Regions from separate parts of the Mus musculus genome. Here regions 1, 2, 3, 4, 5 and 6 are each linked to region 7. The links are chromatin contacts, called in public HiChIP or PLAC-seq and promoter capture Hi-C maps. All regions are on one chromosome and are shown on one strand. Each heading gives the region's core, a stretch centred on a gene start, on an enhancer-like site or on the middle of the called end of the contact. The rest is flanking DNA. Distances are from core to core; before and after follow the strand shown.

Region 1 (2,700 bases), core at 105-2,604, 1.4 Mb before region 7:
ACACACAAGCAGTTCATGTAAGATTTTATCAATCCTCCTAGCAAAATAAGGTGGACACAAGTTATAGAAATCTATGTCCTAATCCCAGCACTCGGGAGGCACAGGCAGGTGGATTTCTGAGCTTGAGGCCAGCCTGGTCTACAGAGTGAGTTCCAGGACAGCCAAGGCTATACATAGAAACCCTGCCTCATAACCGCCCCCCCAAAAAAAACAAAAACAAAAACAAACGAAAAAAAGAAATGTATGTCCTTGACCCAAAGCAATCGATGTTGGGATCTGTGTATAACTTTGTTCAAATTCTCAGTTTCCTAAGTTCATTAAATAAATTATTCTATTTCCTGGGACTTTGAGATCTTTTCAAATAGAAACCCTGCCATTATAAGTTGCCCTCAGAGCACTGGTTTAACAGTGTCCTAGTCTTCCAGCATATTCTTTGTTCTCATTTGTCACAAAACATTTTTTCTAAAGTCCCTGTGGTTTATTTTTTTTCACCCGTCAACCTTTTAACAGTGGTGTCAAATTTCTACATACCTTTTTTCAGTTTTCCTTTTGTTAATAATTTCTAATTGCATTTCATTGAGAAAGAGAAGTGTACAGTAATGAGGACAAGATCGTATTTCGAAGGATATATTTACAGATCTATTTCACAAAGTTGTACTGAGAACTGACTGATATCCATCATCAAGCATCCAGAAGAGCAACTGCACAAATAAATAAGCCCATTTTATGGGGGGGGGGGGGGGTTGAAAAACAGTGCACACACACACACCCCCCGAATTCCAGTAGCTTCTGTATCGCCAGCCGGGTACTTTTCCCACTTCAAACCCCCTGTCGGTTTCCCCATCTAAACCCACTCTGACTAGGTCTTCGATCCTGTTCTAGGCCCTCGGTCTCCTCTCAGTTGGGTACCCACTTTAGGTCCCTATGCTTCATCCCTGTCTACCCCTTTAGCCTTTATCCTCGTCCTCACTCCACTCTGGCCACCGCACCTCTCCTCCTTCCGATGGTCCACTCGCGTTTCCAAAGAAGGATCTGGGGTTCGTCCTCCTCTGCGCCTAGACGAAGAAGCCTCCCCCAGGGTTCCTGCGGCGGCGGCGGCTGCTCTTCCCCGTGTAGCTCCATAGGACTCACATCTACAGAGACCCAGAAACGCCGGCTCAGGGACTACTTAAAAAACGCTCAGCACCGCTGCTATAGCCTGGCCGCCGCCTGCCTCCCCAGCCAGGACCCCACCCGCCGGCCAGCTTACCCCACGCCCTGCGCGGATCCCGGAACCGGCCTTACAGTCGCCGCCACCGCTGTCAACAGACATCTCGGGTACCCCAGCTGATCCACGGGAGGCGAGGGGGAGGGGAGCAGAGCGGTACGCCCTGTGATTGGCTGGCGGCCGTGCCCACCGAGAGCGACGGCTAGAGCGGTGCCAGAAAAGGCTATCCGGAGGGGGCGGGGCGGAGCGATCGGAGCCTGCGCAGATGAGAGAATGTGCACCTTGTTGCCATCTTTGATGCTGGCAGGCAGGCGCACTTACCTTCCTGCAAAAGCACGGAAGTAGCTGTGGAGGGCACCATGTTAGATTCGGGCCAAAAAAAAAAAAAGACCGAGTAACTTATAGATCGGAAGGTCCTTAAAACCTCACTTGTAATTCCGAGATAAGGTGCTATTTTCACACGTCAGATTACAAAATGTGAAAGCTTGGTACAGTGGGCCAGCCCTTCGCAAGGAGCATAATTTAAGATGTCAATTAGAATAGAAACAGGTAACTCGTCTCTGAGGGCTGATTTGCGGTATCTTTAAATCCTGTTTCTTAGGATCTTGTGTCATTCCCGAGTTGTATGCTACAAGCATGTTGGTGACCCCCCGGTGAGAGAGAAACACTGGCAAAAACAATGCCCTGGAAGAAAGTCACTGAAGACAGAGAAGCAAAGTCCACACACAGTGGTTCTTGAGCAGCTCGGAGTAATGTCTTTGCTGGTGAACAGCTTCAAAAAAGTATTAAACATCTGTTTGTTTGTTTGTTTGTTTGTTTGTTTGTTTTGTAAAAAGAAAACACATACACAGACACATTTGTAAATATATGTGGAAATGCGTCTTTGCCTATGTCTACAAAGATTTACTCAAATACTTTTGAAAGGATATAAAAGTAGCAGTGGCTGCCTCCGGGAACATGGATTTGTACCGGTCTGAAAATCGCCGAAGAAGACCCCAGACATAGATAATATGCAAAGACAAAGAGCGTTTATTCTGAAGAAACAAGCAGTATGTGGGTCACATTTTTTGAAATGGTGTCCGCAGTCAAGGGTGTGTGGGCCTTCTTATTGGGGGGTGGATATTAGGTAATCTCTAATGTGATTGGCTGGGCCACTGTTCACATTTGGGAACTGAACTGTGACCCTCACCCCCACCCCCCAGTTAAGATTATATAGAGTTTTTAAGCCTAAAATCCACAAACATCTGTGCTAAATTATTCCACCAATCAGGATTTAGGGATAGAGGGTTTACTTAGGAACTTGTCTTTGTTGTATATGTACCCTGCTCCCATTGATCTGGGTACTCAACTTGCAGGGACTTGACTTACCTAACATTCATGTCCTAACTTGTCACAGTACCCATGTACATATTTCTTTCTGCCAAGTAGGATGTCAATTCCCAATAGGCCTTAGGAACTTAAACTTTACTCGGCCACTAGTCAAAATGAAAGTC
Region 2 (2,700 bases), core at 55-2,554, 1.7 Mb after region 7:
GACTTTTCAGCCACCTTCTAAAACTAGAGTCTGCGGCTGAGCTACATTCCACTTTACGAAGAAAAAAGTATCCGTTACAAACATTCCACTTGTTTCTGCCTGTGAATTTTGTTTATGAATCCTTAATCCCTTCCCCACCAATTCCTAAAACCAAACTTTACACAGTAAGGCTACAGTGGGTGTGGAAGAAAAAAGTCAGGTGTCAACAAACATGCTTTCCTAAAAAGCCACTAATATTTGGACCCAACCGACGTCCTCTAAAATGAAAACTGGATTCCACACCTCTTAAAACGCGATCCAATCCTAAATCTAGACTTCATGATATTATGTTGACATGTGAAATTTAAACATACAACTCAGTTTACTAGTCAGGTGTGTGTGTGGTTTTTCTGTTTATTTCTGGGAGTGTAATTTAATTACATTTCTTTTTTCCCCTTTCCTCGAATTAGAAGATGCAGACTGGCTGCCCGTGCGACTTCAGAACCGTGTGACCGTGGCATTGAGCACATACCTGAAAGTTTAACACTCTGCTCATATTTTTTTAAAGAGTCATCAGCCGGACACCTGTCACTGCCACGAAGGGAAGAAAACGCCATTGGCTCCTCCATCTGAGTCCCCAAAGAGGCTTCCACTACGCACGACTGGGATGCAAAGAGCGGGCTACGGGGTCATGTGCACAGGCGAGAGCAGCAGCTGTGAAAATCACAACACGGTGAGAAGGGCGAAGTAGCTCACCCAAGCAGGCACGCACCAAACCACCTGCCCTTCAGGAGGTAGCACTAAAACCCGCACCATATGTCCAAATCCCAGCCGGAGCGGCGTCGCTGCCACTGGCCTGCGGCGAGCACTCCCGCGGGGGACAGGTGGAGCGGGCTGCAGCCGGCTAGGGATCCCCGGGAGGCTGCGGGGAAGGACTGCGGTTTGCCCGGGAGGAAGTCGCTCGCCAGGGCGTGACACTCCACTCGACTGGAGCCGACCGAGGGCAGCAGGGTGCCAACAGAAGGATAAATGAATGAATGGGCCGCCCTGGGCGAGTGCGTAGGGCGGACTGTCCGCCAGTGCCAACGGGAAGCTCAGTGCGCAGGCGCACCTCTTCCCGCCGCGGGATGCCCGCAGGGCGACACGACCTAAGTCACGATCAAGAACTCGTCCCCGGTCCCTCACCGTCCACGGCAGGGGGGAAAACTGTCAGAAACTCACGGTTCACAGAAGTTAGGACGTCCGCGGTCGCTTCCCTCAGGAGCGTCCCACTGAGCCGGGCCGCCAGGCGCGCATGCGCGATTCTTCCCGCGCTGCTTTGAATTGCTCATGCGCATTCCGAAGCCCTCGGCGCCTGCGCAAGAGGCGTGGTTTTTCAAGGCGGGGCGGTCGGAAAGGAAGAGTGCAGCAGAGAGGGCTCGGTGGTCCTTTGCTGAGTTAGCGAGCCCCAGGACTAAAAAGGCGCCCGGGATTCCTCGTCCCGTCGCCCGGTCCTTAGCGTTCTCTCTCGGCCTCACACTGTGGTCTCAACACGCTGGACACTTCTCGGGTAAAAGGCACTTGGTTGAGTCCGGTTTTACTTTTCTCAACGAAAAACAAAAAGTTTAACCACTGGTTCTTGAGGATCTTATAGTAGAGACCAGCTGCAATGTATGTTGATCATTTATTTAGTTGTGATATAAACCAGTTTTTAGGGACTGAGCGAATAACGGTGGTGAATAAGGCAGTCAAAAAGCTATCCCAATTTCGCGTCTTTTAGTAACCCACTAAGTCTATATTGCGTGGGTGTGGAGTGATCCACTGGATTATGCATCGGACTCTTAACACCGGTTGCATCTCCAAAAAGAATGATCCCTCCTGGCCTGGCAACTACGCTCTGCCAGGGCCTCAGTAAGGGACTGGGCCAGGAAATTCCCTACCCCATCAATGCTGGAATTTTGGCCCCTCTTGTTCAGGTAACCCCACTATCGAGAGTCATGCCATAGCCAGAACTTGACAACCCCAGCTCTGACATTCTTAGACGACAGTCCACCTCCACTAGAGCAGCCTAGCCCAGACCAGAGAGAGTGTCCAGCTATAGGCATGTTTATTCAATCAATAATTTTTACTAGCTCCTGGAATATCATAACTGTGATTTTCATGCTACAATCTGTTTACATGGTATACAGGTGTGTGTATGTGTGTAAATACATACATAGTAAAAGAATTTCTAAGGAGTTAGTATTATTACCATTCATTAGATTAGTTAACACAGTGAAAGACCACAAATATTTTTTTTACTTTAGCATTAATAGTGAAGAATTATAAGTAGTGTTTTCTGATAGTTCTTTTTTTTACAAGAAAGCCCCAATTTACCTTTTGCCCATGAAAAATACATTTACCTCATAATCTTCCACAAGGCACAGATGGAGAAAATATGACAAAACTCTATGCTGATTTTATTAGTCAGGGTTCTTTAAGGAACAGAATTGACAGAATGAGTATGCAGATGTGTGAATGTATGTATTTATGTGAATGTGTATATATGTGTATGTGCTATTTATCAGAGTGGCATGCATGCTGTGGTCCAGGTTGTCCAACAATGGAAAGGCAAAGAATCTGGTATCTTTGCTGGATGTCTCAGTAGTTCCAATCTGCTGCTGGTGTCCCAGGGAATTCCTAGAGAGCTTCTGACCTTCAGTTTGCTTCCAAAGGAGTGGTTCCAACACCAATGACAGCTCA
Region 3 (2,700 bases), core at 139-2,638, 1.6 Mb before region 7:
TCATGTCTGGTGCTGACTCTGCCCCCTGATAATAGTCTCAGTTTGTTCTCATTTATCAATCCTTCTGTCTGTTCTATAGTGTGTGGGCTGTTCGTTCACTTGAGATTTTTGCCCCTGGGTGGGGGGCGTGGAGACTTAACCCAGGGCCTCACAAGTACTAGACAAGTGTTCCACCACCTAGCTCCAGCAGCTCTCCTTGTTAGCTCTTTAATGATTGACTAGGACTGACTACTTACAATCCTCCTGTCTCCACCTCTCAAGTGGTGGGATTACTGGTTTTGTATAAGCATGCTCAGCCTCAGGCAAATTAAAGCAGGACTTTTCTAAGAAAGAAGGACTCACAAAGAATGGCACCAGGATCCATGAAGGTCCTTGGTGGAAAACAGGAAGGATGTGATCAGCTTGGTGATTTCGGGTGGGGAGGTCCTGTCTGGAAGGGATCTGGACAACTGGCGTCTGAGATGGGCCAAGACCCAGTCTTTTGTTACAAAATATTCCCTAAAATTATGCATTCAGTTGTTCTAAATTAGATTGCCGTTGCTCCCTAGGCACTGGTCAGATTTAATCAAACAGTTCAAATATGCAATTTAGCTGTACTATTAGCAACAGCAAAGAGATGTCCAGGTTTGCCAAGGATGGATTTGCTCTGGTCTTACTTTGAAGTATTAGCAAAGATGTGGGTGGATCTTGAAAACACGATAAAGCCAGACGTAGGTATCGTATTTCAAATAAAAACCTTTTTGAGACATGAAGACTACTGTGGGAACAGGAATGGCGGCTTTATGGACAGGGGTTTGTTCTGAGGTGGGAGAACGGGTTTTGTGTTGTCCAATGAAGGGGACTGCACAACGTACAGCAGCATGTACTACACTCATTGGGTTGTTCATACGCTAAATGCATTTTATTTCCATAAAAGACAGCTTAAAATCATCTCGCTGAGACATATTAAGATGTTTGGTATTTGCTTCAAATAACCTGGGCGCAGGAGAGACCTGATCAGTTACCAGCAAACAATTTCGGTTTGCAAGGGGTGTGGGGGGGTTGGAGGGGGAAGCGGAATTAACATCCCAATGCTGGGCAGTTCCTTGGAGAAATGAGGGTTGGGGCTGCGCCCTTGTGTGTCTGCTATGAGAAACCTGGGGTGCCTGCCGTCAGCCCCTGATCCTCTGAGTGATGAGGAAAGCGCCCAGTGTGGAGCTTCTCTTGGGCTCCTCCCGGGGCTCTCCGGGCTGGCCTGGCCTCTCCGCTCTTCTTGTCACCAAACTGGAGTTGTGATCCACCAACTGCACCACCAGGCTGCACTCTGAGCCGCACCCCGCCGCACCTGCAGTCTTCAGTAAGACTGGAAAGGGACTAGATTGCTACTGTCACAAAGGGCGGGGAGCGAGGCCACACCCCCAGCCTGCCCACGAGAGGCCGAGAGTGTGAGGCGCTCCAGCAGCTCTTGTGGACCGAGCTCCTTGGGCCATGGCCGCTGCACAGCCCCGGCTTCCCGCGGGGGCGGCCATGGTCCGGCGCTTGGCCCGGGGCTGCTGGTCCGCGTTCTGGGACTACGAGACGCCCAAGGTGATCGTGGTGCGGAATCGGCGCCTGGGATTCGTGCACCGCATGGTGCAGCTGCTCATTCTGCTTTACTTCGTGTGGTGCGCCGGCCGGGGCACAGTGGGCAATCGGGCGGGAGGGGATACTCAGCCCTGGGCTTGTGCGGGCGCCCTTAGGGCTTTAGGAGAGGGATATCCTGGTCTCTCCAGGGTTGCCTCCGGAGCCGGCACCGCCCTATCCCACAGGTACGTCTTCATCGTGCAGAAAAGCTACCAGGATAGCGAAACCGGTCCGGAGAGCTCCATCATCACCAAAGTCAAGGGGATCACCATGTCGGAACACAAAGTGTGGGACGTGGAGGAATACGTAAAGCCCCCGGAGGTGCGGCGCTTCCTGCCCCAGGCCCGATGCTCCTCCGCGGTGTGACCCGTCTGAGTGAGCTGACAGGCCCACCGCGCCTTTATTTCTGCACCCAGGGGGGCAGTGTAGTCAGCATCATCACCAGGATCGAGGTTACTCCTTCCCAGACCCTGGGAACATGCCCAGAGGTGAGGCCGGTCAAGGGTGGTCTGGGAAAACCTAGGCCAGTTGCAGAGTCTACCCTCTAACCTACAATCTCCACCCTAGAGCATGAGGGTTCACAGCTCTACCTGCCATTTAGATGACGACTGTGTGGCCGGACAGCTGGACATGCAGGGCAATGGTCAGTGTGCATCAGGGACAGTGGGGAAGGCAGGGTTAGCCTGACCTCAGTAGATTAACCAGTGTGTGTCCTGTAGGGATTCGGACAGGACGCTGTGTACCCTATTACCATGGGGACTCCAAGACCTGCGAGGTGTCAGCCTGGTGCCCGGTGGAGGATGGGACTTCTGAAAAGTATGCAGGATCTACAGACCCCATCGGCAGTCTCCTTTCTCCTTACTGATGAAGATCAGATTAACTGGGAGGAGGAGGGAGACCATGTCCTCCTTCCTGCCCTTGGGATTTGGGGGAAAGGAGACTAAACCACTGTCTGTAACTTTGCAGCCATTTTCTGGGTAAAATGGCCCCAAATTTCACCATCCTCATCAAGAACAGCATCCACTATCCCAAGTTCAAGTTCTCCAAGTGAGTCTGAGGAGTAATTGCAAATGCCCGACCAGTATGTAGGCATGTGCT
Region 4 (2,755 bases), core at 3-2,502, 1.8 Mb before region 7:
CAACAGGGTTCTTTAGCTAGTTAGATGCTAGCTCTGAGTAGTTTTGTAATAAAATCTGGAATGGGAAGAAGAGGGAAGGCTGGCAGGTAGGCTGGCAGGTGTGTTGGTCCCCGTGTTGTTAAGTGAAAGAGCACACTTGTGGATGATAGGCCACGTTCCCAGATGCCCCAAGGGACGTCTTGGCAGAGAGCCTGTGGCCATCTCAGGAGCCAGAAAATGTGCACTTGAGGTCCTGTCCAGGGGCATTCTTCAGTCGTGTCTGCTTCCTTTCAGGGCCTCTGCTGCCCAGATGTAGGCATGGCTCAATGTCACTTTTCACTCAGTGCCCAATGCCCAAGCTGTGACACCTCCCTTCTCTTCATGTCAAATGTTCTCACTGGAGGAATTGCTGAGACTTCGTGCCCAGCTCCAGGGCATCCCAACTGGGGAAGTTGCTGAGGAAACTCACGGTTTTGTCTAGTTTTGTACTTCCTATCGGCGGTCCCCAAGTCCTTGGACTAGTGTAGGCAGGTCTCTAAGGAAAGACTACTTGAGACTGGAGGGTTTGGTTTTCAGGGCGCTACCTAATTTTGCATGGGGACCAGAGTGAAACTGGGCTTGAGGGCTTGCAGGTGGACGATGACGTACGCGCTGCCTCTAGGACTTCAGCACAGTGAGCCCCCAGCACCAACCTACCTACTCTCTCTCACGTGCTTCCACTCAGTTTGCCCCAAGCTACTGTAGGTGCATAGACCCATCACCTCCTACGGGAAGGGCGGAAGGGGAGGCGCTGATCGCCACAAACTCGCTGTAGGTGGCTGGGCAGTACTTGTAGGCGAGCACTAATTGCCTAGTAGGCGTGGTCAACAAGGCGAGGCATGAAGTAGGAGGGATCTGACCATGACTAGGCTCAGCGACCTGCACAGGTGAGCAGGACCGGAAGGCAAGGGCGGGGCTTAAGGAACTGAGAAAGCGTAGACAAGAGAGGTGGAGCCGGGAAGAATGGGGCGTGATCTGACAGGGTCGGGGGGTCGGAATTCTAAAGAGCTGTGCGCAAACGGGTGTGGCCTGTTGCAGGGGCGGAGCAAAGGGAAAGCTTCCCCCCTTTCGGGGGCGGGGCTTAACGTGAAAGGGCGAGGGCCCGCTCAGCGCAGAGCCATTTAGTCCGGAAGGGCGGGGTCAGGGCGGGGCCAGGGTGGGGCGGAGTCGACGGGTCAGCCTCCCCCAGCTGCGCCCGCTTCCTCTGGCACTCCGGCCCGGCGGAAGTGCGTCAGTTGTTATCCGCTCTGGTCGCTGCCACTACTGTGTCTGCCTCACGGTCCCGGTGCTCAGAAGCTCCGCCACCCGCCGCCTTCTGCCGCTGCCCGCCGGTCGCCATGGGCCGTGTCCCTGGGGACCTGGTCTAGGGTCGCCGAGAGACCGCCGCACTCCGATGCGCGGGACCCGGGGTCCTAGCCCGCGCGGCGTCCGGTGCTGAGAGCCCGCGCCCGGCATGCCCGCCCCGGTCCCGAGCCCGCCCCGGCCCCGAGCCCGCGCGGCGCCCTCGCAGCCCGGCGGCACGGCGTAGCAGGCGGTGCGGGGCGCCAAGGTCACCGCCGCGGCGCCGCCATGGAGGCCAAGGTCCGGCCAAGCCGGCGTTCGCGCGCGCAGCGAGATCGCGGCCGGCGTCGGGAAGCCGCCCGGGACGCCCGCGCCCAGAGCCCGTCGTCGGGTGAGGAGCCAGAGCCCAGTCCTGGCAAGGAGAACGCGGGACTCCACGGCGCGCCGCCTCAGCGCCCTACGCCTCTGCGCGCTGCGCGCCCCCCGCGGCGCCGTCGCCGCGAGTCCAGCTCGCAGGAGGAGGAGGTTATTGACGGCTTCGCTATAGCCAGCTTCAGCACCCTGGAGGCCCTGGAGGTAGGTGGGCTGGAAGGCCAGACCCGGGACCAAGGAAACGCATACGTATGCCTCCTGGCCCCGCGCTGCAACCTTGCCAGGAAGAGGACCTGGAGTGAGGGGTGTGTGGGAGGACTTAAACCACGCCACCTAAGCGGGCTTTGCAGCGATCGTTACTTGTTGCCAAGTTATCGCTGCGTCCGGGACCAGCTGGGGATTTGGACATTGTTGGGCCTCGGGGAGGCAGCGACGATAAAATGGACACTTGGGATTCTTCCTGTCCTATGATCTCTTAAGGGTTCTTTGGAGGGAACCGGGAGTCAACTGGCAAACCCTTCTTGGTGATCATTGCATGGGTATAGGTAATAGATTTGCTAAGAATACTACGTGTTTGACTGAGTTGTCGTGCACAGTATTTGCTGAGCAAAGTGTCCTTCCGACCTGAACTCAGGTTAGTAGAAGAGAAGGAAGTGAGAGAAATGGTCAGTGAGTGAGTGAGTAGTCACTGTGTCTCTGGAACTCAAGTGGTTGAAAATGCTGGTCAGGCCTTCAGGGCACTAGCAGAACCTTCAAACCCCTAGCAATGCAGAGATCTCTGTCTGGGTGAAAACTTTGGGGACCACATCTCATCTGCTGGGCTGTGGTCGCAGGGATTACTGCGACCCTATTCACTCTTGCCCTGACTGATACCTGCGATTTCCCAGTTTCAGGCCAAGCTTGAGAAAGGGGAATTGGTCATTGGATATCTAAATGGAGTTTTCCCCAAGTTCATATTCTAACCCTGGGGTCTGCCGGGTCTGTAGAGCTGAGGGTCAGTTGGTGATGGCCACTATGAGTAGCCCTGAGATGGGTTTGTTTGATTCGCATGCAGGGCCGAGTCCCACTTTGTGTTCAGCCCTTG
Region 5 (2,700 bases), core at 22-2,521, 1.2 Mb before region 7:
ACTGCTGCACAAGGGACAACTCAGGGTTTCTCAAAAACATTTCTGACCAAACTTCTAGTGGCCTTGGAACTGATAACCACAGCCCCATATGGTGGGAAGTTGTGCTCTCAGAATCTGATTCAACTCCTCCCAAAGGCCCTGGGCCCAGACCATTACCAGCTCTCCCAAGTGTATTCCTGATTTTAGAAAAGGCCCTGGTTTTATCTCTATACCCAGGGCCTCAGGGTAAGCTCCCAAGGACCCAGTTGAGTAGGCCCCAGGCTGTGACTGGCTCAGCCAAGCATGTTCCTGGGTTTCAGAAGGAGCTGTGTCCTGCTCCAGACATGGGGACCTCAGGGAAATTACAGCTTGATCAGGCCAGTACTCAATAATACAAAAGTTTTCTTCTCTTTTCTTTTTCCCCCTTTCACATGGCTGTCACTATGTGTCATCTTGCCAATGTGTCAGAACTATGCTTTTCTCAAGAAGAAAACAGAACCTTTATGGCACACCAGGCCTTACTGTAGATTGTGATCCTGTAATGCCTCATTGAGCAGCTGGTTAGAGGCCTGCTCTTTGATATGGAGATGGGCCTAGATGCTTGCTGTAAATCAAGTTTGTTTCCTTTGTTATGGTTTGGAACCATATATCTGGGCAATCCTGGTGAACAAGCATGTGTATCCTAGTAACCTATACTCTAAATGCCCTGGTTAGCACATTACTTATCTGTGGGATGTGTTACATGCAGTGCACCCTCAGCTAAATTCTACTTGGAGTGCCTTACTATCCGCTAAGCTTTAGTAAATCCTTTACATCATCAATCCTGCACTTTTACATCACAGCTTGATATTGGATTGCTACCCAGCACACAACCTCCACAAAATTAACTCCAAATGGATTGTCCACCTTAATGTCAAATGCTAACAACAGAACTTGTAGAAACTAGGACTCTCTGAGTTTGGGATCAAGCCAAAGATCTTTCTACACACAGGCCAAATGCTCTGCACAGATGCATCCCACACAGTGAAGTTATTCAGAGGCTATAGCTGGGTCCCGCGAGTGGCTAGGACCTCAGGGGACCTCACACATGGTTGCAGATTCCCACTGAGTCCCGGGAAAGACCCACCGCAGCAGCTCGCGCTGCTCAGACCCCTGCTTCTCCCCATTGTTTTCAGTGACCTTGTACTCACCATGTCGCAACTTCGAAGCTTGCCTTAACACCCTCCACAGCATCCAGCGGCAGGACAGAGAGCACAGCCTGCTCAGCTACTAAGCGAAACCGGCACCAAGGCACCCGGAAACCCCGCCTTCCCTTCTGACTGGCAGGTTCGCCTAAAGGCTCTGATTGGCCAGTAAGTCTTGAGTGACGCGAGTACCTCCCCTAGGGTTAGAGTGTGCTGAAGGTACACAGTGTAGAGGTTCTCAGCCCAAGCTTCTGTCCAGGGCCCAACCTCTTCCAGATCTACGGGGATCTGCATTTCTGTAGTACTAGTGCGAGTCCTCAGATATCCTACCCATCTGTCTCCCCGCGCAACCGCAGGGAAGCCCCACCACTCCACCTGCCACTGCTCAGCCGCTTGCTCCTCCCCTAGGTGGGCAGTGACCCTGTCATCACCAGGGCCTAACTTCAGCCACAGCTTCCCTCAGTAGGCTGTTTGCCTTCTTCCTCCTTGAATCAAGGTAGGGAGCTTGCATAGCCCATTACTCAACTTGCAGGGGAGTTATCAATCTGTCCCATAAGCGGAAGGGTATTAACAATTAAAGAGAGATTTGGGGAAACAATAGTTTATAGAAATTAATAGGCTTATTAATTTCTGGTTTGTTATAGTCATAGTGTAATTTATTTTTGCTTCAATCTTAATAATCAGTTTAAAAGGATGCAGTTATGCAGTGGGCCAGCCCCAGCGTGGGGTGTTTCTTCTTTTTTGGTTTTGGTCTTATTGAGGAAGCGGAGGGGGAAGAGTAGGCTGAGGGAAAGACTTTTGTCTTTTGAGATTCTAGGGTAAGACTTTGTCTCACCGAAAATTTAGGGTTGCTGTATAATAAAATGTTTACTTATCTAAGTCTAAGTTACTATGCTGTTGTAGCTGACCTGCCTTCTGTGATCCTCTGAGGCCAGAAATCACAGTTTCTGGCACTCAGCACCTCATCCTAAAACAGCAGGAGATTAAGTAAAGGATTAATTGCTAGACCCTTTGCCCTATTGTCCAGATGCCTCCTGCTGGGAGGGAGTTTGGAGCAGTAGACTTCTATTGAACCAGGAGAAGAGAATAACACTCTAAGAAGGAAAAACTTTTACATAAGCAAATATGCATAATCTCACATAAATTCATATTGAGCTTCATTCATGCTCATTTATTCATTTTTATTCAAACCCAGCTGGGCCCAGCTTTCATGCATTCTCACAATTACATACTTACACACACACAAGCAGACATTCTCACAATTTTATACTTACACACACATCCATACTTACATATGCATATGGAGCAAAAGACCAAGCATGGGCGCAGCAAGGATTCACTCAATCTGGATGAAAAAAAAAAAAATGTGTTCCAATCTTTATTACATAGAGAAAGAAAAGGCTTCTACCTTTTTAATGCTAAATAAATTAAACCCATGTTTGTATAGAAAAAAAGCTTTGTTTCTTTTAGTAAGATTAAACCTGCCTTGTTCTTACCATGGCACCTGTTCTGTCCCATGGTTAGGAGAAGACTGCCT
Region 6 (2,700 bases), core at 65-2,564, 1.5 Mb before region 7:
AAGATTTTCCAGATTTGTGTCTGTGTTCATACGCACAGTTGTGTGGAGGGCAGAGGACAACTGAAGAGTGGATGCTTTCCTTCCACCACAGGGCTCCCAGGGAACTCAGGTCATCAGACTCTATAACATTCAACCACTCAGAAGTCTTTCCGATCTGCTTTTGGATTTTTTAGACAGAATATTGCTATGTAGCATGGGCCTCAAGCTGGCTGAGGTCTTCCTGTCTTGACTTCCCAAGAGCTGGTATAACAGACATGTGCCACCCTATCCAGGCTTTTCCTTTTCTTTCCATTCAAGGTACACTGTATCTGAGTCATTAACGGACTATAAAAGTCAGGCGGCATTTGTAAATGGTTTACAGTGTCCTACTGACAATAAAATACAAACTTCTTAGCCTCGACCGGAGACCACTTTAATTGGGTTCCTACTTATGTCTGTACCCCTCACATGCTGTGTCTTTTTTCATTATCTGGCTATATCATGCATCCAGAAGTACAACTGACTCTCCATAGGGTCTCTACACTTCTTGTTCACTTTTCTTGAGACATTCCTCTCAATAATTTTGCACAAACGATTCTTGTCATGGAGGCCTGTCTTGACTCAAAGGTAAACTCTTCCGAAGGTTGCACAAACCTAATCCTCTCAACTGTTTTGAGTTGTCAGTATACCTCCACCAGAAAGTGATGAAAACAGAGACCAAAACACTACTGTATCCTGGGACCTTTTACAAACAGGGCCTCTTTTTCTATAAACATTCAGTAAGCGCCCGTGGGAAGGTGGTAAGCTGTTCGCCTAGCTCTCTCTGGTCACTGACTCCACTGACCATGTTCAGCAAACACCTCTGAGCACCAGAATCAAAACAACCTAAGTCCCCCACGCACTGTACGACTTGCCACCATGTCACGTTCGTCATCAACTGCAAAAGGAGCAGACTTCAAACACGCTGACCCAACCAAGCAGCAGTAGCAACGCTCTCAGGGCAGACCGCATTCCGTGGGTGCAGAAGCAGTCTCTGCATTTACTGACAACCCAGCTGCGAGGCAGGTTTCCAACCCCACGGAGTAAAAGCAAAAACTGACTTGAGCTGACCGCGGCTGACCCAAAGTCTGCGCGACCCTCACCGGACTCTGCATCCGCCTTGCCCCTGTACGCCTCTCTGGGCGCGGCCAGGGTTGCCCCAACAGTTCCTCCACGGTCCTCTGCCACAAGGTCCCGACCCTCCTCAGTAATAGCCCCCAAAACCCTCACCGGTTCCGGCCCAACCCTGCGGCTCCGGTAGGACGTGGCTGTGCAAGGGGCGGGGCGCAACAGGGTACCAGTCTCGGGCAACCCCCCGGAAACAAACGGTCCGCGAGGTCTTCGTTCCGGAAGAGAGGCTGCCCTCAGCGGCCAGTAGCCACTTTCAAATTGGGGTTGGTATGGATCTCCGGACAGATTGAGATATCCTTCAGAAAGTGGACTTAAAATTTTGTGTGCCTTCCCTTCAGAGGAACAACTTCCAGCCTAAGAGACGAAATCAGGACAACCCTCCCCCCCCCCCCAAAAAAAGAAAAACGCTTCCGGTGGTAGTGACGTTGGACTCGCCACGCTCCCGCCCCTCGCGGCCTTCTGACTGGTGGGTATGACGATCCACGTGGCCACGCCCCCGGGGCGTGGCTTCCCCGCCAGACACCGCCTCCACCACAGTTCTGACAACTTGTTCCTAAGTGTTTGTCAGTCTTGTTTGTATTATTGCCAGTGTTATACATGGCCGGACACTGCGCCACGCGACTGCATTGCCAGCCACGAGGAAGTCTGACAAGTATCACAAGCTCGAGGACTGACTGGACTATAAAGTGGGACTTGTCTTAAAAGGTAAAAAGACGTCTGCGGTGTAGTTCAGAACTCTTGGGTTCAGTCTCTAGTATGTGAAGATAGGAAAGGAGAGGAAGTTCTCACAACACAATATTAAACTATTGCCACTGCTACATGGGGAAAATGCTAAGTATACATTTTGTTTTCAGTGCTCGAGATTGTATCCTGGGCCTTGAACATGTCTAGTAACCTCCCCACCTCCAAGCTACATTTCCAACCCCAAATAAAAATGACCAAAGCTTTACAAAGATATAATTTACATGCTGTAAAGTTTGCTCCTGTTTACGATTTTATCATTATTTCTGTTTCTGAGTGTCCTTGCCTGTACATTTCATACCAATAGGGTTCATATACTGTATAGCTTTGAGTTCTTTTTCAAATTGTATCCATGTTGTACATCTTTTAGTGCTTCGTTCTTATTGCTAATATCCTATTGTTTGGATATTTCCCTTTTGTTTCTGCTCATCAGTCAATGAACAAATTTGAAGGGTCTTGAGGTAGACAAAAGGACTGACAGGGTCCCAGCTTTATATGTCCAGGGGTTGATGGGGGAACCTGCTGTATCTACTGAGGACTGTTGTGTGCCAAGGACTTTGCCAGATGCTGTCTGCTTTCAGGAAACTTACTTCTTGGAGGGAAATAGTAAAAAACAGACATACAAGAGAGTAGATGATGTCAGAGCTGAATAAAGAGACAGGTGGGTAGACATTCTGCAATCTTATGGATTATTGAGAAAGGACCTCTCTGAACCTGGTGAGTGGCTCAGCAAGCAAGGTCACTTGCAGCATAAGACTGGCAATTTGAAGCTTATATAGTGGTGGAAGAAGTGAACCAACTCTACAAGTT
Region 7 (2,778 bases), core at 130-2,629:
CACCAATGTTCTCTATATTCAGCTAGGCACTGTGTGAGTCTCTGCAAGTTCCCAGGGACCCAATTAGGTTTTCTGCTCCCACAAAGAGTCCACTCCCCAAGAATCTGGGGGAGGGGTGACAACCACCTGCTCTCCATCTAGATATGCACCTGAAAGTGTGTTTATGCAAGATTATGAGGCTGTCCTGGAAAGGACCTAGGCAAGGCCAACAGTCAAATGATTCTGGGGCCCTTTACATGAGGTGTCAGCCAAAGAGGGTGAGCTGGGGGTATCTGATTGTGACTAGGTAACCCCAAGAGTGAGGTAGAGGCATGTAAAACCGACAGTACTTCAGGTTAAGGATGGGGGTTGGGGGGAGGATCTGCTGCGATGGAGCAGACAGGGAGGGGAGGAGTGTGCCAGGCGGGCACTGTGTGGCAGAGTTCAGGGCTGGTGGGAAAGGGGCGGCGCTGCAGAGGCCAAAGCGCCAGACTGGGCGCCAGGACTCACCTCGCGCCGCCTCAGCCGACGGGAGGGCCCCCAATAGCAGCAGCAGCAGCGCGGGGCTCCGCGTCATCTCGCCGGTCGGACCTGAAGCAGGGGCGCGGTCACTGGGAGCTGGACTGGACGCCACTCAGGGCTCAGGCCCGCAAGACCCAGGTCGCGGCCGCAGAGCCAGGGTCCGGCCCCCCTCGGCGCCGAGCTCCAGGCAAAGGAAGCGAGGCGCGTAGACGCTGAGCGTATCAAAGGCAGACAAAGGGTTTACACTAATTACCAGCCGCCCCCGCCGCCCCCTTTCCAAACACCGTCTGGATTCCTGGCGCTTGTAACTCGGGCCCTGCCCGCGGGACACACAACACCGAGCGGCCCCGCAGATAATCGCCTGCGCCATTAGCGGACAAATTTGCGCTGGGGGGCCCACGTGGGGCTCAAGGGGGGGCGGGGCGCGGGGCAGGGCCGCGGGCCCCACAGGAGCAGCTACGGCGCGAGCCCGGCTCCCGCCCCGCACAGTGATCGCGGCCCTGCCCTTCGCGCCCCGCACTCTAACCCATTCCAGCCCTCCCTCCGGGGGTCGCGGACGTACAGCCCGGCTCACCTCGACAGGGATCAGCGCGGGGGCGCGCAGCAGGCAACGGGGTCAGAGCCGGGCCCCTGAGCAGCGCGACGCGGTCATCGCTGCCCCGGGCGCCGCATCCCGCCCCCCGCGCCCCCGGGCCCGGCCTGGGCGGGGCGGCGCTACCTGGGCGCTGGCGGCTGGGGCCGGGCTGGGGCGCGGGGCGCGCTGTCCGCGCGGATAAACGGCGAGGCTTGGCGAGGGCGGGGAAGAGGGGCGGCGGGGCGAGGGGCCCGGGGCGCCGCGCCGCGAGGCGTCCTTCCCTGCGGGGCTTTGTCAACTCTCCCGGAGCGAGCGCGGAGCAGCCCTGAGCTCCGCCCCGCACAACTTCCGGCCAATCTGCGAGCCCCAGTCCGCCCCGTTCCCCGCCCCTCCCCGAAACTTTGCTCCAATCCGCACACGTGCCCGCCAGGCTCGCTGCTTAACCCTCGCAGTGCTTCTGCCCTTCAGGCTGGCGGCTCCCCGGAGCGCGCCCAGTCGGCCCTGCCTCGCCGCGCCCCCGCCCCTGGGCTCTGGGAACGCGCGGTCCCGCTAGCCTGAAGACCAGCTGATGGCCGCGGAGCCCACTCGGTATCTGCACCAGCTAGGCCCCTGGCCCCCAGAGCTGGCCGTTACTGCACTGTCTCTACTCCCGGCTTTAAACAGGAGGAAGGGAGCTGAACGGAACCTTCGAGCTTTTGTGAGTAGAGAGGCCGCTGTGCTGCTCTGGTTTGAGGGCGGGGGGTGGGGGGGTGGGGGTGGGGGGGTAAGGTGCGGGGGGGGGGGGGGAGATGGCGCAGATCTCCAGTGCTGGAGTCCAACGAAGCCCTGACTTGAGCATCTAGTTGTACCTAGGACCTTAGGAAGGCTGAGAGGGTCCTACAGCCCACCTGGATACTTCTCTGCACCTCACCTGCTTTGTGATAGTAATCAACACACCCTTTTGTCTTTGCTACTTAGCAAGTGTCTTGCTGTACCCCTGCACCCATCAAACAGAAAGACTGGTGAGTTTCCCAAACCTCACTAGCTCCCTTCAGCAGCATCCTGATCCATCCCCCGCGATCTCTCCAGACAGCTTCCTGCCTACCCTCACTCACCAGAGCCAAAATTCATCAAAACATGAGTCTTGCCAGTTTTCTCAACATAAATCCCATAATTTTTGACGCCCCGGTAGTGCCTCCCAAGAGACCACTCCTAAGCTCCGCTTTCAAGGACCCTGATCCAAACAACTTTTCTTCTCTAAGCTAAGAAGCACCCCCTCTTTCCGGAAGCCTGTCAGAGAAAAATGAAACCGAGGAATAGCCTAGTGTTCCTAGCCCCAAATTCTGTTTCTGGGCTAGTGTGGGCAAATGGAGGTGAACCTTGTCTCCTCTGCATGAAGGTCCAAGTACCCATCTCAACTGCAACGCTGTGTCTCAGAAGCAGCCCATGGAACTTTCTCTGGGCTACCAGAGAATTTGGGCTAGTACTGGGGTCACAGAAAGCATTTAAAACAGACAGAGTGGGTCCTGACTAGTCTGAGTAGGTCCTGGCTCCACAGAAAGTTTTGTGAGGAGATGCCACCGAAGCATGTAGTGCAACAACATTGTGTTGCTGCCAACCAAGAGCAGTTGTGTGTGGAGGTGGCTCTGTAGTGTGGGGAGGTTAAAAGCAAATGAGCCCAATGGGCAGAAAAAGGTAGGCAATGGATTGAAGTTAGACGGGAA

The links. Promoter capture Hi-C pulls out the DNA fragments that hold promoters and counts their contacts. HiChIP or PLAC-seq counts read pairs in DNA pulled down with a chosen protein or histone mark. Capture Hi-C pulls out chosen DNA fragments and counts their contacts.
Region 1: a contact with region 7 is called in a promoter capture Hi-C map of second pharyngeal arch cranial neural crest. The contact joins the promoter of Chfr here to the promoter of Fgfrl1 in region 7. A contact is called at or near these places in 10 of 39 promoter capture datasets (the 3T3-L1 cell line, cranial neural crest, frontonasal cranial neural crest and 6 more), 1 of 484 Hi-C or Micro-C datasets (muscle stem cells) and 4 of 115 datasets of contacts at active chromatin or transcription factors (astrocytes, embryonic hindbrain, embryonic stem cells and 1 more).
Region 2: a promoter capture Hi-C map of adipose tissue shows a contact between it and region 7, with 2.7 times the contacts expected there. The contact joins the promoter of Cdc7 here to the promoter of Fgfrl1 in region 7. A contact is called at or near these places in 1 of 115 datasets of contacts at active chromatin or transcription factors (pancreatic cancer cells) and 2 of 9 other capture datasets (adipose tissue and liver).
Region 3: an HNF4G HiChIP or PLAC-seq map of pancreatic cancer cells shows a contact between it and region 7. The contact joins the promoter of P2rx2 here to the promoter of Fgfrl1 in region 7. A contact is called at or near these places in 1 of 39 promoter capture datasets (cranial neural crest) and 1 of 115 datasets of contacts at active chromatin or transcription factors (pancreatic cancer cells).
Region 4: a contact with region 7 is called in a promoter capture Hi-C map of pre-B cells, with 7 times the contacts expected there. The contact joins the promoter of Fbrsl1 here to the promoter of Fgfrl1 in region 7. A contact is called at or near these places in 3 of 39 promoter capture datasets (hippocampal neurons, liver and pre-B cells) and 1 of 484 Hi-C or Micro-C datasets (embryonic stem cells).
Region 5: a promoter capture Hi-C map of hippocampal neurons shows a contact between it and region 7, with 6 times the contacts expected there. The contact joins the promoter of AB010352 here to the promoter of Fgfrl1 in region 7. A contact is called at or near these places in 4 of 39 promoter capture datasets (the 3T3-L1 cell line, hippocampal neurons, liver and 1 more) and 2 of 115 datasets of contacts at active chromatin or transcription factors (astrocytes and microglia).
Region 6: a contact with region 7 is called in a promoter capture Hi-C map of hippocampal neurons, with 2.9 times the contacts expected there. The contact joins the promoter of Golga3 here to the promoter of Fgfrl1 in region 7. A contact is called at or near these places in 7 of 39 promoter capture datasets (the 3T3-L1 cell line, cranial neural crest, hippocampal neurons and 4 more), 3 of 115 datasets of contacts at active chromatin or transcription factors (cardiomyocytes, embryonic forebrain and neural tube) and 1 of 9 other capture datasets (adipose tissue).

Annotation. Positions count from the first base shown.
Region 1 is chr5:110,134,484-110,137,183 of GRCm38.p6, reverse strand. Chfr (checkpoint with forkhead and ring finger domains) reads right to left here and starts at 1,354. Exons shown (of 18, transcript NM_001289577.1): 1 at 1,250-1,354; 2 at 990-1,133. The coding sequence starts at 1,122.
Region 2 is chr5:106,962,926-106,965,625 of GRCm38.p6, reverse strand. It overlaps Cdc7 (cell division cycle 7 (S. cerevisiae)), which reads right to left and starts at 1,304. Exons shown (of 12, transcript NM_009863.3): 1 at 1,201-1,304; 2 at 512-693. The coding sequence starts at 608.
Region 3 is chr5:110,341,723-110,344,422 of GRCm38.p6, reverse strand. P2rx2 (purinergic receptor P2X, ligand-gated ion channel, 2) reads left to right here and starts at 1,388. Exons shown (of 11, transcript NM_153400.4): 1 at 1,388-1,643; 2 at 1,788-1,923; 3 at 2,019-2,090; 4 at 2,170-2,245; 5 at 2,322-2,418; 6 at 2,569-2,649. The coding sequence starts at 1,468.
Region 4 is chr5:110,447,000-110,449,754 of GRCm38.p6, reverse strand. Fbrsl1 (fibrosin-like 1) reads left to right here and starts at 1,252. Exons shown (of 19, transcript NM_001142642.1): 1 at 1,252-1,875. The coding sequence starts at 1,588.
Region 5 is chr5:109,865,282-109,867,981 of GRCm38.p6, reverse strand. AB010352 (cDNA sequence AB010352) reads right to left here and starts at 1,271. Exons shown (of 4, transcript NM_001378279.1): 1 at 1,170-1,271. The coding sequence starts at 1,172. It overlaps Gm35089 (a long non-coding RNA gene), which reads left to right and starts at 1,362. Exons shown (of 3, transcript XR_389508.4): 1 at 1,362-1,659.
Region 6 is chr5:110,175,471-110,178,170 of GRCm38.p6, reverse strand. It overlaps Golga3 (golgi autoantigen, golgin subfamily a, 3), which reads right to left and starts at 1,314. Exons shown (of 24, transcript NM_001347389.2): 1 at 1,249-1,314. Gm15787 (predicted gene 15787) reads left to right here and starts at 1,667. Exons shown (of 3, transcript NR_040431.1): 1 at 1,667-1,854.
Region 7 is chr5:108,692,830-108,695,607 of GRCm38.p6, reverse strand. It overlaps Fgfrl1 (fibroblast growth factor receptor-like 1), which reads right to left and starts at 1,379. Exons shown (of 7, transcript NM_054071.2): 1 at 1,076-1,379; 2 at 490-713. The coding sequence starts at 556. Gm42151 (predicted gene, 42151) reads left to right here and starts at 1,542. Exons shown (of 2, transcript NR_168910.1): 1 at 1,542-1,772.